Regions from separate parts of the Sus scrofa genome. Here region 1 is linked to region 2. A link is a contact called in public HiChIP or PLAC-seq data. All regions are on one chromosome and are shown on one strand. The core of a region is the stretch at or near the end of the contact, and the rest is flanking DNA. Distances in the headings are between cores, read along the strand shown.

What was found. HiChIP or PLAC-seq counts read pairs in DNA pulled down with a chosen protein or histone mark.
Region 1: an H3K27ac HiChIP or PLAC-seq map of alveolar macrophages shows a contact between it and region 2. The contact joins the promoter of AMDHD2 here to the promoter of KCTD5 in region 2. A contact is called at or near these places in 6 of 47 Hi-C or Micro-C datasets (epiblast stem cells, heart right ventricle, liver and 2 more) and 1 of 2 datasets of contacts at active chromatin or transcription factors (alveolar macrophages).

The regions. Positions count from the first base shown.
Region 1 is chr3:39,527,054-39,534,373 of Sscrofa11.1, reverse strand. It overlaps AMDHD2 (N-acetylglucosamine-6-phosphate deacetylase), which reads left to right and starts at 1,784. Exons shown (of 11, transcript XM_013987849.2): 1 at 1,784-1,969; 2 at 2,052-2,188; 3 at 2,270-2,409. The coding sequence starts at 1,887. It overlaps ATP6V0C (V-type proton ATPase 16 kDa proteolipid subunit), which reads left to right. Exons shown (of 3, transcript XM_003124744.4): 2 at 633-816; 3 at 942-1,667. The coding sequence ends at 1,146.
Region 2 is chr3:39,424,963-39,431,636 of Sscrofa11.1, reverse strand. It overlaps KCTD5 (BTB/POZ domain-containing protein KCTD5), which reads left to right and starts at 2,029. Exons shown (of 6, transcript XM_013987853.2): 1 at 2,029-2,329. The coding sequence starts at 2,078. PDPK1 (3-phosphoinositide-dependent protein kinase 1) reads left to right here. Exons shown (of 14, transcript XM_021086751.1): 14 at 1-1,709.

The DNA.
Region 1 (7,320 bases), core at 535-3,034, 100 kb before region 2:
GGCGGTGGTGGGCAGAGTGGGGAGGTGGCGAGGCTCTGGCCTGAGAGGGCAAGAACGGCCAGCCCAGCTCCCCCAAGCCTGTGTGGCAGTGGCTCTTCCACTGGGTGTGGGAGTGTCACCCACTGGACTGGTGGCCTGACCCTGGCCCAACATCTGGGCTCTTGGAGATACTCAGCTCATGCTTTCCAGGCCTTTCCTAATGTGGGAAAGTGCATGAGACAAAAGGTGCCTGGAATCTGTCAGGCTTCTGGGGCCCAGCTGTCTGGTTCCCCCTGTGACGGGGCTCCCGTACCTGTTAAGCTCCACCTTTTAGGGTGCAGGCAGCTGTGCCAGGGCTTCCTGGGAACATGGGACCTGGGTAGCAGGAGTGGGGCGTGCTGCTGAGCATGGGTTGTGTTTCCCAGGGGAGCTGGAGCCCGGACTGGCCTGACAGCCTTGGCCTCTGGAGAAGGAGCCCAGGCTGCACGGGGCCCCTTGAGGGCCCAGCCATCACCCCGCTCCACCTGTTCCTGGCTGGCTGGCACTTTCATCTTTGCCTTTGTGGGGGATTTTGTGTGGCCCTCAGGTATGCCCAAGGGTACTCCAGGGTCCTGGTCCAGGTGCCCTGGGCTGACCTTACCTTCCCCCCTCAGCCCTGGGTGCCGCCTATGGGACGGCCAAGAGCGGCACTGGCATCGCAGCCATGTCTGTCATGCGGCCAGAGCTGATCATGAAGTCCATCATCCCCGTGGTCATGGCAGGCATCATCGCCATCTATGGCCTGGTGGTGGCAGTCCTCATCGCCAACTCCCTGACTGAAGGCATCAGTCTCTACAAGTGAGTGCCGGCCGGGGGCTGAGAGGGCGCCTCGGGTGGGTGGGTGGGTGGGTGGCTGGTGGTCCAGGCCCGCCGCCCCCCTGGCTGCTGCCTGACACCCACCTCACGTCCTTTCTCTCCCCCAGGAGTTTCCTTCAGCTGGGCGCTGGCCTGAGTGTGGGCCTGAGCGGGCTGGCAGCCGGCTTTGCCATCGGCATTGTGGGCGATGCAGGCGTGCGGGGCACTGCCCAGCAGCCCCGGCTCTTCGTGGGCATGATCCTCATCCTCATCTTCGCGGAAGTGCTCGGCCTCTACGGTCTCATCGTTGCCCTCATCCTCTCCACAAAGTAGCCCCTCCGGGCCCACCAGACACAGAATAGGATGTAAAGACCACCCCTCCTCATTCCAGAACGAACAGCCTGACACACACGCACGGGGCCTCCGCCCCCCTGTAGTTGGTCTTGTAAATGCGCAGTGTCCTAGTGCCCATCGTCTGTTGCCCCAGCCTTGCCCCTGCCAGCCCCGTGCCGTGGACGTCCGGGCCACCACTCACCCATCCAGGCCCCCGACCAGTGAGGATGCAGGCCTCCGGCCGCGCCCACCCCTAGAGTGCTCTGTGTATAAGGATGAATTAGAGGTGTCACTTTCTCTTCACTGGATGTTTATTTATAAAGTTTTGACCCGTTCATTCGTCTGTGGAGCAGCCCTCGTCTCCCAACTATATAGTCATCCCAGGTACACTGTTGCGTCGCGAGGTTACCATTTGCCCTGAGACTCGTGGGATGGAACCACCCTCCTGCCGCCCGGCTGCTCGGGGCCCACCGGGCCCTGGCGCTGAACTGTGTCCAATAAAGTTCTCGGATGTGACTGGACGCCTGTGTGTGTGGCTCGCTCGGCGGGACTGGGGCGGGGTCGGGCCTCCCGCGAAGCGCGCCGCCGCGTCACTGCGGAGCCGCCGGGCGCGCCGGTCACGTGGGCGCGCCGGTCACGTGGGCGCGCTCCGTCAGCTGAGGGTCACGTGGGCCCGGCCGCGTTGCGGGGCCGGAACTGTCGGCGCGGGATCCGGCGCCTTCCGCTCAGCTGGGCTCAGGATGCGCGGCGGGCAGGGCGCGGCCCGGGCCCCGGTGCTCCAGTTCACCAACTGCCGCATCCTGCGGGGCGGGGCGTTGCTCAGGTGGGCGCGGGGCGCGGGGCCGGGGCCGCTGCGGTGGGCTTCGGGACCGGCGATGCGAGCCCCCGCCTCCATCTGTGCGCAGGGAGGATCTGTGGGTGCGCGGGGGCCGCGTTCTGGACCCCGAGAAGCTGTTCTTTGAGGAGCGGCGCGTGGCTGATGAGCAGCGGGACTGCGGGGGCTGCATCCTAGCGCCTGGCTTCATCGACGTGCAGATCAACGGTACGGGCTGGGGCCGCTGGCTGGGGACCCAGAGGAGGAGCTCTGGGCCCCGTGCGAACCTCTTCTTTTCTGTGGCCGCAGGTGGATTTGGCGTTGACTTCTCTCAGGCCACGGAGGACGTGGGTTCGGGAGTCGCCTTGGTGGCCCGGAGGATTTTGTCGCACGGAGTTACCTCCTTCTGCCCCACGTTGGTCACCTCGCCACCGGAGGTTTATCACAAGGTGAGTTCAGGCTGCCGGCCTCCAGTGTAGGAGGCCCCAGAAGCACCCACCTTCATCAATTTTCAAATCTCGTCTCTTCCCTGTGCAGACACCCTTTGTCACTTGAGTCTAGCCTCACTTGGGCCTGGGGTCCCTGGGGTCCCCGGGGTCCCCTTCCCCCTCGGCTTCCTCAAGCAGGTATCCCTCTACCAGCTCGGCCTGCAGCTGCTGCCTGCCCTCCCCACCCTGCACTCCGGCCCCTCCAGGCACCAGAAACCACCGCCTTGACTAGGTCGAGGGAACCTTCTGATTGCCACATTCTTAGTTGCTTATCCCCCGCCCCGACCGGTTTGTGGTATGTGACTCCAGTGAACGAGTTTTCCAGAAGGGAGCTCCAGGGTCTATCCTGGGCCTTCCTCTGTACTCCTGCCAGCGCTCCCCACTCCTCTTCTCCCTCACCTGTAGCTCTTGGGATTCCCTTGTCTGCGGTTCCTTTTCCTTTTAAAAAATTTAATTTTTTGGAGTTCCTGTCGTGGTGCAGCGGAAACAAATCCGACGAGGAACCATGAGGTTGCAGGGGTTCGATCCCTGGCCTCGTTCAGTGGGTTAAAGCTCTGGTGTTGTCGTGAGCTGTGGTGTAGGTCACAGGGTCACAGATGCAGCTCGGATCTGGCCTGGCTGTGGCTATGGCGTAGGCCGGCGGCAATAGCTCGGATTAGACCCCTAGCCTGGGAACCTCCATGTGCTGCGGGTGCGGCCTTAAAAAGACAAAAAAAATTTAACTTCTCATGAAGGTTCTCCAGTTTTGCTCTTTTCTGCATTTTAGCATTTGATCTTGTTTTCTCTGCCTGTGTGGTGTTCTGTTTTACTGAACTGCTTGAAAGTAGGTGGCCTGCATCTTAACCTCTTCCTAAAAGCTCGTCTAGTCTTTTATTCGAGCAGAGTCGAGTCACCGAGTTTATGAAATTAACAGGGCCCTCCTTTAGGCTGCCATTTGTGTTCCAGTTCTGTAGCTTTCCTCCAGCACAGGGTCCATTTCAGGATCTGGGGTTGTACTGCCTGCTCTGGGGTTCCCTCTAGGTTGTGGACACAAGACTCAGAGGCTGGAGCTGTGGGGTCCCGCCTCCTAACTTCCGCTATCGGCTGAGAGAGTCGGGGTTGAGAGAGTCCGGACAATCGTTACTTGTTTCTGAGCCTCCATTTTTTTCAAACCTTAAGTAAGAATGATAACGGAATCCGTCTCTTGGAGGTGGGTGCTCAATAACTGTGATTCGTTCACAGTAAATACTTGGTAAGAGTTCCCATCGTGGCTCATCGGAAATGAATCCAGCGAGGAACCGTGAAGTTCCAGGTTCCATCCCTGGCCTCGCTCAGTAGGTTAAGGATCTGGTGTTGCTGCGAGCTGTGGTGTGGGTCGCAGACGCAGCTTGGATCCCGCGTTGTTGTGGCTCTGGTGTAGGGCGGCAGCTGCAGCTCCAGTTTGACTCCTAGCCTGGAAACCTCTATGAGCCGCGGGCGCGGCCCTAAAAAGAAAAAAAAATACTTGATAAATGTCAGCTATGGACATCTTTGTGGAAACTACCCCCCAGCTCTCCTGTCCTGGAGTCGGATGTCAAAAGCAAGCTCGTTTTCCTGCTGAAAACAGGCACCTGGCCTGGCATTTTCTCTCTTGATTGAGATTTTCCTGCCCGGGGTCTGGGAACAGGCCCACCCTCTCGGCCCCACCCCCGCCACCCCGTTCTTGTCTGCTCCCTCCCAGTCCCCACCAGTGAGTTCCGTGACTGTCGCCCAGTCTCCTGACCGCTGTCCCAGCTCTGGGTCCCTCCCGAGTGGCCTTCCCCAGTCCCTCCCCACCCCCCGCCCCAGCCCCCAGCACGCCCTCCCCGCCGGCGTTTCAGCCGATCCCGGCAGAAGGCAGCTTCCTGTTCTGCCGCCAGGCTCTGCCTGGAAGGTGCCTTGCTCTGTCCCCCACTCCAGCTGGCCGCGCACCTCCTCTGCAGCCCCGCGGCACGGACTCTGGGGCTGCTTCCTTAAGAGAAGGAGCCTTGGCCAGTAGGACTTGCAGCTCACGGCGGAATCCCAGCAGGCAAATGTAAATGCTTACAGGATGGGGACCTTGGGAGGCAGAGTAGACTGATCCGGGGTGGAAGGTGGGGAGGGTTTTGAATGTGAAAACTTTTAATACCTGTGTCACCTTAGAAACTGCAGGACTGTTTGCTTGTGGACCTCTCATAGCCCTCTCCCCCCCTCCTGCCCCCCTCCCGCCCCTCCCCTACTCCTACCCCCATCCTGCCCCCTCCCGCCCCTCCCCCACTCCTGCCCCCCCATCCTGCCCCCTCCCTCACTCCTGCCCCCATCCCACCCCCTCCCCACTCCTGCCCCCCATCCCACCCTCCTGCCCCCCTCCCCCAGGGCTGGTGGTTCACAGTGAGCAGGACTGGATTGCTATGTCCTCAGATGTCACTCAGGTCCACTGAGACCCACGACTCCTTTTCTGTGCTGTCCCCTCCGGCCTTGCCATTCACGTTCTGGAGGAGGGTCTGGTCACCACCGGCTCTGAGTCTGGCTCATTATCTGCGAGCCGGCCTGAGGCACTGCCTGAGAGTGGCAGCCAGGCACTTTGCTCTGGCCACACGTGCCCTCCGCACTTCGACCTTGTCCAGTGCTTCTGTGCCTTGAACATACTCCTGCTTTCCTTCAATTCCAGGCTGTTTGTTTTATTTTTTATTTTTTAAATTACTCAACGAGTTTTGTACATTTATGGGTGTACAGCTGTCATCACAACCCCATTTTATAGCATTTCCCTCCCAAACCCCAGCGCCTCCCCCCACCCCCCAACCTGTCCCAGTTGGAAAACATAAGGTTTTCAAAGGTTGCAGGCTGTTTTGACTACTTAGAATTTGGCGAGGGGGGGGGCCACATGCAGCGGTTTGAGGTGGGCTCTCAGTTCCCAGACCAGGGATTGAACCTAGGTCGCAGTGGTGAAGGTGCCGGGTCCTAACCACCAGACCAGGGAACTCCCTAGCTTTCCTTTTCAAAACACTGTCCTGGAAAAATTCAGCCAGTGTTTCTCTTTCCCTAGCTCTTTATTTAACTCTTTTTTTTTTTTTTTTTTTTTTTTTTTGTCTCTTGTCCTTTTAAGTCCGCACTGAAGGCACATGGAGGTTCCCAGCCCAGGGGTCTAATCGGAGCTGTAGCCGCCGGCCTTCACCACAGCTCACGACAACGCCAGATCCCTAACCTGCTGAGTGAGGCCAGGGATCGAACTCGTAACTTTATGGTTCCTGGTCAGATTCGTTTCCGCTGCACCATGATGGGAATTCCTTCCTTTGACTCTTCAGTGAACTTATGTATCACATGACTTGTTAAGGAAAACAGCTGCCCTTTGTTCCCACCAGTTCGCACCCAGAAATAATCACTTTCAACTCAGCTGACCCTTGGAATTTGCGTCCTTGTCGATGAAGTAGAGGCCGGTACTCCCGCTCATCTTTCTGGTTTTTGGCCTTGTAAATGTGCTCTCCGCCAGCAGGGATCAGAGTCTGCTTCCCTTGAGCCCCTCATGCCCCTCCTCCCCGGTTAGTTTCGCTTAAATCAGTCATCAGGACTGGGGGCTCTGCTCAGTTACATGTTCTGATCTGCTTGCTCTGTTTTCCTTGGAGTTAGCATTGTCTGCTTGTTTTTTGGGGGTTTTTTTGTGTGTCTTTTTAGGACCATACCCACGGTGTGTGGCGGTTCCCAGGCTAGGGGTCAAACTTGGGTCCTCATGGATGCTAGTCGGGTTCATTTCCGCTGAGCCACAATGGGAACTCTTGCTTGGTTTTTTTGATCTACAGACCCAACTCCGGTCATCTCCCTCTCTCTTCAGCATTTTCAGGCTCAGCAAAGCTTCTGTCCATTTAGTCTTGCCGAGGGAGCCCTGGGGACCTGCTCTTCCAGCGCTGGCTGTGGGCCTCGCTGGGGCCCAGGTGTCCCAGGAGCTCCCTGCCCCTCACCTGGTGGGGAGGTCCCTGGGTCTCTCTGCCCAGTAACCTGCGCCTTCCTCTCTGCTGTTCACACCTTCTTTTGGGGGAAACCCATCCTCCACTAGCTTCCAGGAAGCAGTTTTGAGATGCTGGGAGTCTGAGAGCCGTTTTCTTTTTTGGTTTTTTGTTATTTTTGTCTTTTCAGGGCCACGTCCATGGCATATGGAAGTTTCCAGGCTAGGAGTCGAATGGGAGCTACAGCCACTGGCCTACAGCGCAGCCACAGCCCATGGCAACGCCAGATCCTTAACTCACCAAGCGAGGCCAGGGGTCAAGCCTGCGTCCTCGTGGTTACAAGTCAGATTCATTTCTGCTGAGCCACGATGGGAACTTGGAGGGCTGTTTTCTTGGTTGATGGCTTATCTAGGTCAGGACGGTGTGGGACTGGTTGTGCTCAGGGATTTTCGAGGTGGTGCTGTGTCGTCTTAACTTCTAGGGCTGCTGATGAGAAGTCGGTAGCCATCTGACCCCAGATGCTTGGTGTGCGACCTGTTCCTTCCTCTGGAGGCTCGTGGGACCTTCCCCTTGTTACTGGGTTCCGGAGGCTTGGGGACCGGCGGAGTTTGGCTCTTGAGCTGACCATTGGCAGGCCCTCTCAAGCTGCAAGCTCAGTTTCTCTTTGTCTAGTAGGTTGGGGGTGGGGGGTTGCCACTCCCGAGCCATGCAGAAGGTGCCCGGCCAGGGATCATCACACCCACGCCACAGCAGTGACAACGCTGAATCTTTAACATGCCGTGAGAGTTTGGTTTTGTGTGTTTTTCTTGATGGTTTCCAGGTAATTTTCTCCCTTGCTGCTCTGTCGTCCTCTGCTGGGGCACGAGTCCACTGCTGGGGCCTCTCTCATGCTTTTTCTCTGACTTGACTTTCCAGGCACTTCCTCAGCTTTTATCTTGTTCTTTTTTTTTTTTTT
Region 2 (6,674 bases), core at 780-3,279:
TCAGCAGAGATAAAAAGTGTTGAACTGACCTTGCCACATACTTAGTGGATGATTTGTAATTAAGCTTATAGACTCAGTACATCAGGCCATTTGGAATCAAAGAGCAAAGGCTCTACTTGAAGAAGAAACCATGTAGACAATTGGATTTTACAGAAGAGTGTTTGCCCCCTTGTTCTTCCCATCGTAGGACTCGGAGCGTCCAAGGCCCAGCGGCTCAGCAGAGCACCCTGGCCAGGCCTCTTCATGGTAGAACATGATGGACCCGGCTGAGAAGGACTTAAGGGTTTTCCTCCCCTGTCCCCCCGCCCCCGGCCCCGGCCCCAGTGTTGCAGGTCGTCTAGTTGTCTTTAAAGTCCAGACCCCCCAAATTGGGTTTTCTTCCTTTCTCCTGTTTAGTTTGGGGTCTGTCAATTCTGAGGGGAAACATGCATGAGATTTTTCGAGGTGCCACGCTTAGTGCCACTTGACTATGCCAGAGACGCCGGCTGGATTGTGTGGAATTAGGTCTCCTACCTTCCTCTGACACCCCAAATTCCCTTCTCCCGGGGACAGTCCACAGACTGAGGCAGAGGCAGCAGCCACTGGGAGAGCATGGAGAGTGTGTGCAGGTACTATTCTTGGAGATAGTGCTGTATATATGCGGTTTGCCATACTGTTTCTTTTCATATCCAAACTTAACATGAACTGATGGTGACTCAGGTGGGTGTGGCCCTTGCCCCTTAGGCAGACTCCATGGCAAGTGCCTTAAATCAGGGCAGGTGTCACTCCCAGAGCCTCTGAGGGTGCAGGCTGCTGGCCCAAGAGTGCAGGGTTGTAAATTAGGCTGCCTGTGGAGAACTGGTCTGGGGAGGAAGCTCTTCCGGCAAAGGGCAGTTTTACCTGTAGTTCAGACAGCCATGGTGGGCAACTAAACAGGCCTCATGTGTACCAGAATTTACCCAGAACTCATTTCTTCAGTATGAAGAACGACCAAACTTTATGTACAGAGAACTTTTTACAAAAGGCGCACCTTTTTTAGCTGTGGGGTCCACCCTCGTCTAACCCTTCTGGCTGCCTGACTATAAGTAGGGGCCATTTTGCTGGTGAAAAGCCTCTGCCATGATCCTACGTTTGATTGGACACTGACAAAATCAAAGTTTCGCAATATTTAGAGCTGCTGTAGCTATTAACAACACAAAATAGGATGAATCAGTAGTATGCTAGCTGTCTTTCAGGTTGGTGGCAGTCAGAACATGTGTAATATTCTCTACCTGGTCTGTAGCTGTAACTGTGATGTACAGGCAAAGCAAATATTAAAAAAAAAAAAAACTTACGGAAACAAATAATGCAATGATATTAGGATATACACTTTTGTATTTTTATTCTTATATAAGGTTATTTGCTGGCTATTGTTGGCCTCTAGTTCAGTCTGTGTTATTTAAAATCTAATATATGAATTATTTGGGTTGAATTCATGTTCGGGCCACGTTGTTGTATGTATTGATGTACAGCCTTGAATGTGAATAATTATTGTAAACTATATTTTACAACTTTTTTTCTGGCTTTATTATATAAATTTTCTATTTGGTCGATGATTTAATCATATCATAATTTAATGAATCTGTTTATTCTTTTTTTTCAAATATTTGTGCTTTAGGTGTAGTTACCGGATGATGAATTTTCCACGTATGCTCGGTAGCCTTGTAATAAAAAAGCATGTAGAATGTAGACGCTCACTGATGTAGCTTTCTTTGGCCGGGGCGCGGGTCGGGCGTCGCAGGGCGACCTGAATTCGGGGCCAGGAACAGGGTGTTCGGGCACAGCGCGCGCCCGGCGAAGACCGGCCAGCCCCTCTCAAGCGCGACGCCGGGCTCCACCGCCGCCTGCCCACAAGGGCGATGCCGGACCACGCCGCGCCGGACTTGGCCGGAAGGGGGCACGGCCGGCCGCTTTTCCGGACCGGAACTTCCGCCTCCCGCGTGACGCCGGGGTGGGCGCCTTACGAGGGCGGACCCGTGGGCGGGACAGAGCCCGGAGGACTGTATTAAAGGCCGGACGCTTCCGGCAGAGGGGAGCTGTGGCCGGGCTTGCTGGGATCATGGCGGAGAGTCACTGCGAGCTGCTGCCGCCGGCCCCGGGCGGCCTCGGGGCGGGGCTGGGGGGCAGCCTGTGCCGCCGCTGCAGCGCGGGGCTCGGCACCTTGGCCCAGCGCCCCGGCAACGTGTCCAAATGGGTCCGGCTCAACGTCGGCGGCACCTACTTCCTCACCACTCGGCAGACGCTGTGCCGGGATCCGAAATCCTTCCTGTACCGTTTGTGCCAGGCCGACCCCGACCTGGACTCGGACAAGGTGAGGGCCGCGCGGGCCAGCCAGGAGGATTCGGGCCGCCCCCGTCGGCGGCCCCACACACACCCCCTGACCCACTCTGAGAGAACCGCCCCGGCTCCGGGTCTCGCTGCCCCCTGCTCACCAGCCCGACCGGAGCCCCCGACTCCCTGTCCTGGGCCGAGGATGAACAGGATGGCGCCCTGGCTCCCACCGCCCTCCGAGAGCCCCAGCCACTCCCCCTCGGGGTGTCTGTCTCGCCCTCCTCTGCTCTTCCGCGGAGGAGGTTTCCCAGACCCCGGACTCTGCTGGGATCTACTTTCTTTTCTCTCCTAGGTTCTTTTGCCCCCGCCGGGAGCACCTTCTCTTCTCCGTCCCGGTGTACTGACTGGCTCTGGAATCCCGAATCCCCATGTTCCCCTCATTTTCTCACATTCCAGACGTTTTACTTAACGTTAGCGTGGGGTTTGATACTAGTGGCCTGCCTTTCTCAGTGACTTGCATTTAGGGAGTTGGCGCTCCATCGTTTTCAGCCACAACACGCACCCACACAACAGTCTCAAAAAGTGCCGTCCATAGAGTGATTTTCGAAGGGAATGTGGCTCATATTGAGGCGTGGCTCAGGGGTGTCAAGGAAGGGCCAGATAGGAAATCTTTTTCAATCTACTTTCTCATTAACCTAGTTTTCCTGCTGCTCTCTCAAAAGGATAGGAGTTTCTAGGTTGGTTTGCTGCTTGTGTTTCATCAGACTGTTGTGCAGGTGATAATAGAAGCTGTTTCGATTATTACTTAAAGAATTGTCTCGGCAGCTGTATGGCATCGAAACTCAAAAAAAGGCTGTGCTGGAAGAAGAGTTATTCCCTGTACGTATCCTAGGCGGTTCACAGGCCTTATCCTAACTTTCCTGCCTTTGGCTTGGGCCTACGTAATTGCCCTTGGCCTTGTGCCTTGCCAGCCCAGCATTTGCCAGGCATAGGCTTCCCAGAAAGAGTGTGATCCCTTGTCCAGATCCAGAAGCCCGACCGAGATCATCCTCAGAGTGGCCTGACCTTAGGATCGGGAAATGAGACCTCGAGTGACCACAGAACCACCAGTCCTGGGTAGAACTAGGGTTGAGATGCCAGCGCTCCTGCCGCCCACCCGCACCTCCCCCAAGCCTCAGCTGTGTCCACTGATCGTTTGACCAAGCTCCGCTCTCGGAGAACTGGCCTCCCAGAAAATGACAGGCATCTCCAGGATAGAAACAGGCTTTTGTTAGCTGTGATTTTCCTTTTATAGCGTGGCTGTATGTTTTACTGTTCTGTTTTTCTTTTTAAACAGTGGGTCTTAGTGGTCATTCCCTTGCATTTCTACTTGAGCGTTTTCCAGTTGTGCATATGGAGTCCGATTTTACATTGCTCTTGTTCACGGGGTTGTTTTGAGGCACTGGCTGTCAATGCACTAGACGGATTCAGAGTTTGCACAGTTCAGGCAATTCATCTCTTTATTTTACTGTCTCGAGACTATTTAAAAACAATTATCATGTACTGTATAGGAGTCCTTTGGGGCAAGTAATTAGTTAATCTCAGAATATATCGATATTATAGTTGCTCCCTTTCATCATCATCCACTTAACTACATTTGATTTACACATTATGAAATCACACTTCACAATGTGAAGGTAGTGCAGCAGATACAGCATCTGTCTCAGAATAGTTGCTGGAAGATAAGTTTTTAGCTTTAGCCACAGATGCGCATTTTCCGGAAGGCGTAAGGCTAATTCCCATTAGTCATGGTCATCAACCCATGAGCGAATGTGTAAGGGACCCCTTCTTAGGTTTTACCCCCTTCGTTTCTGATGAGAGAATGTCCCAGAGATTCACTTGTCGATAATTAAACCCTGAGTGAGGAATCTGGACGAGGGTGGAGGAGGGGAAGGGGTGTTTGGACGGGTGGGACACTAGTAATTAAGCGACTGGAAGAGAAACAGGATGTTGATTCACGGAGGAAAATGTCCAGGCCCTGACCTCGTAGTTAAGGTTAATGAACGCATACCTGGCAGGTATGCTGGGGCTGGAGGGCCTGGTGGAAGATTTTCTGCTGGGCCTTTGACTCAGGGTTGAGCACCTGGGCTTGCAGCCGAGTGCTTGGGTGAGGGGTTGGGTTGGATCTGAGGGGGAGGAGTTCCAAGAAACGGAAGCCCTGGAGTCTCTCGGCAACCTGCCGGGTTGGGAGTTCCCTGGGAGTGTGGCTGCAGCTTGCTCTTGCCGGGCAGAATGTCTGCTGGGGAGCTCAGCCGTGCAGCCGTGTAGGAGAGGTGGTCCCAGGACATTTATCTGAAGGAGCGCTTCCTTGAAGAGCCCGCAGACAGGTTGCTGGGGGCGGAGGTGCAGAGCTGGGCTGCACCTGGGACCCACTGGCCGCCAAGCCCCAAGCCTCTCGACCCTTGCCCTCTCGTCTCAAGTCCTGACTCTGGGCCCGTTGCTGCCCTGACCCCCTCGTTAGGGCTAGTCCGAGTGTGAAGAGTGTGAATTCTCACTTCTTCCCGGGTGCTTCCCCCGGCAGGGCTGCGTCTGCATTATTCACTTTGGCATCTGTTCCTCGGCCATCCTGGGTTGCTCCTCTCTCCCAGCACCCCCCCCCGGGGGGGGCAAGCCAGGTGTCGGGCTGCTTCCCGGAAGTGCTCGGTAAACACCTGGGCCACGTCTGTCTCTTTGTATCTGCAGCGCCTGGCCCCGGGCGTTGCTGAAGACAGGGCAGCGTGTGTTCAGAGCTGAATCCGTGCCTGCTTCAGTGTGGAGAGGCTTTGGACATTAAGGGCAAACAGGAAATACTACTGCTTGGGGGCTGGAAACCCCTCAGGTTAAAGGGGGCGGGGGCTGCGGTCTCCGGGGCTCGGCCAGGCCTGGAGAAAGCTGCGTTTCCAGGAGCTTTTACCCTCTTGACAGGCGGTTGTCCTGAATTCAGGGGCCAGAGGCTGTGGCCCCAGGCGGGTCTCTGAGCAGCGGGGCCATCAAGGTGCTTCTGTCCCATCCCTGTCCCCTGCAGCCCTCTGCGCTGCTCGCCCCATGTGCTTGGCGTCTGCTCGGCTTGGTGTCGGCTCGTGTTTCAGGATTAGTGAGAGTGAAAGGGGCGGGGGACTATCTTTTAAGCCGCTCGGCAGGAGAAGTGGGGGATTACTTAGAGTGAAATGGCAGCTTATGTTCTGTGGGGCTAAGTCAGGCCGGTCGGCTGCGTCCTGGCTGAGGCCGGGGTGGGGTCCCAGCACGTGGGCGCCTTTCCTCCTGCACTTGGGTTCTCGGCCGTCACCACCTGTTCGGACCCGCGCGGGTAGTGCCGGCTCAGTGGGTGCTGCCTTCCCCTCTTCACAAGGCCCTGGTAGGAAGGCCCCTCGGACCCCAGCAGGAGTGTCCTGCGACTTGGCTTTCACGAGAAGGCTGCTCCGGGATCAGGTGGCCCCGCCGTCAGCCCTCCGCGGTGGCCAGGAGGAAGCAGTCATCGGCTGAGAATCACTTCCTCTTCTGCCAACCTCATGGGCAGCCTCTTGTCCAGCAGGACAGTGACTGGTCTCGGTTTCGAGCAATGGTCAGAACACTGTGGTCCATCTGCCTGGTTTTCCAAACCAAGTTCTGTGGGCACAGAGAGATGCCTGCTCCCTGCGGGTCGTCTGTGGCTGCTTTGCCCTGGAGTGGGTGAGCTTGGCCTCTGTCCGGGGAGGCCCGGGGTCTGCCTGGCCAGGCTACTTGCAGGCCTTAACTGGGCAGCTCTCCCCAGACTGCAGAGTGCCCAGCACATTCCAGTCCGGAGTTGGTGGGAGGTGGGGGTTGGGGATACAGAGCCTTTTTCCTAGCGGCAGAGGTAGACTTTGGACTCTGGTCTGACGTTGACTCTGCCACACCTCAACCTGCTGTGCGACTTGGGGTAAGTTAATGCACCTCTCTGAGCCACAGTCACAGAGGAGCTGTGCGAATTAGGGAGGATGAGGCAGGTAACCCTCCCCTGTGCAGTGCCTGGTGCCGGGTCGTTGCAGGCCGTAGAATTGGCCCTTAATAGTCTTCATTTTATGTTTGTACTTGGTGTTTAGGAAGAATGTACTACAGACGCTTTTTTCCTCCCTCTCAGAATTCGTTTTTGTTCCCCTTTGTTGCTTCCACGTACTCACTCAGTCACTGCAAACCTCATGGTGCTGGCGGGGAGCTCTGGCCGCTGGGCCGGCCTGGGGGGTGGTGTGTGGGCGCTGGGCCCTCAGGCTCCCCTGCTGCCAGGCTGCCACTTCATGCTGGTCTCCGCACGGTCCCTGAGGACGAGTTCCTGACTCTTGGCCCTGGAGCCTGTGCCCGGCTCCCTGCGCAGCCAACCTGGAGAACACAGCTCCCAGGTTCAAGTCCCA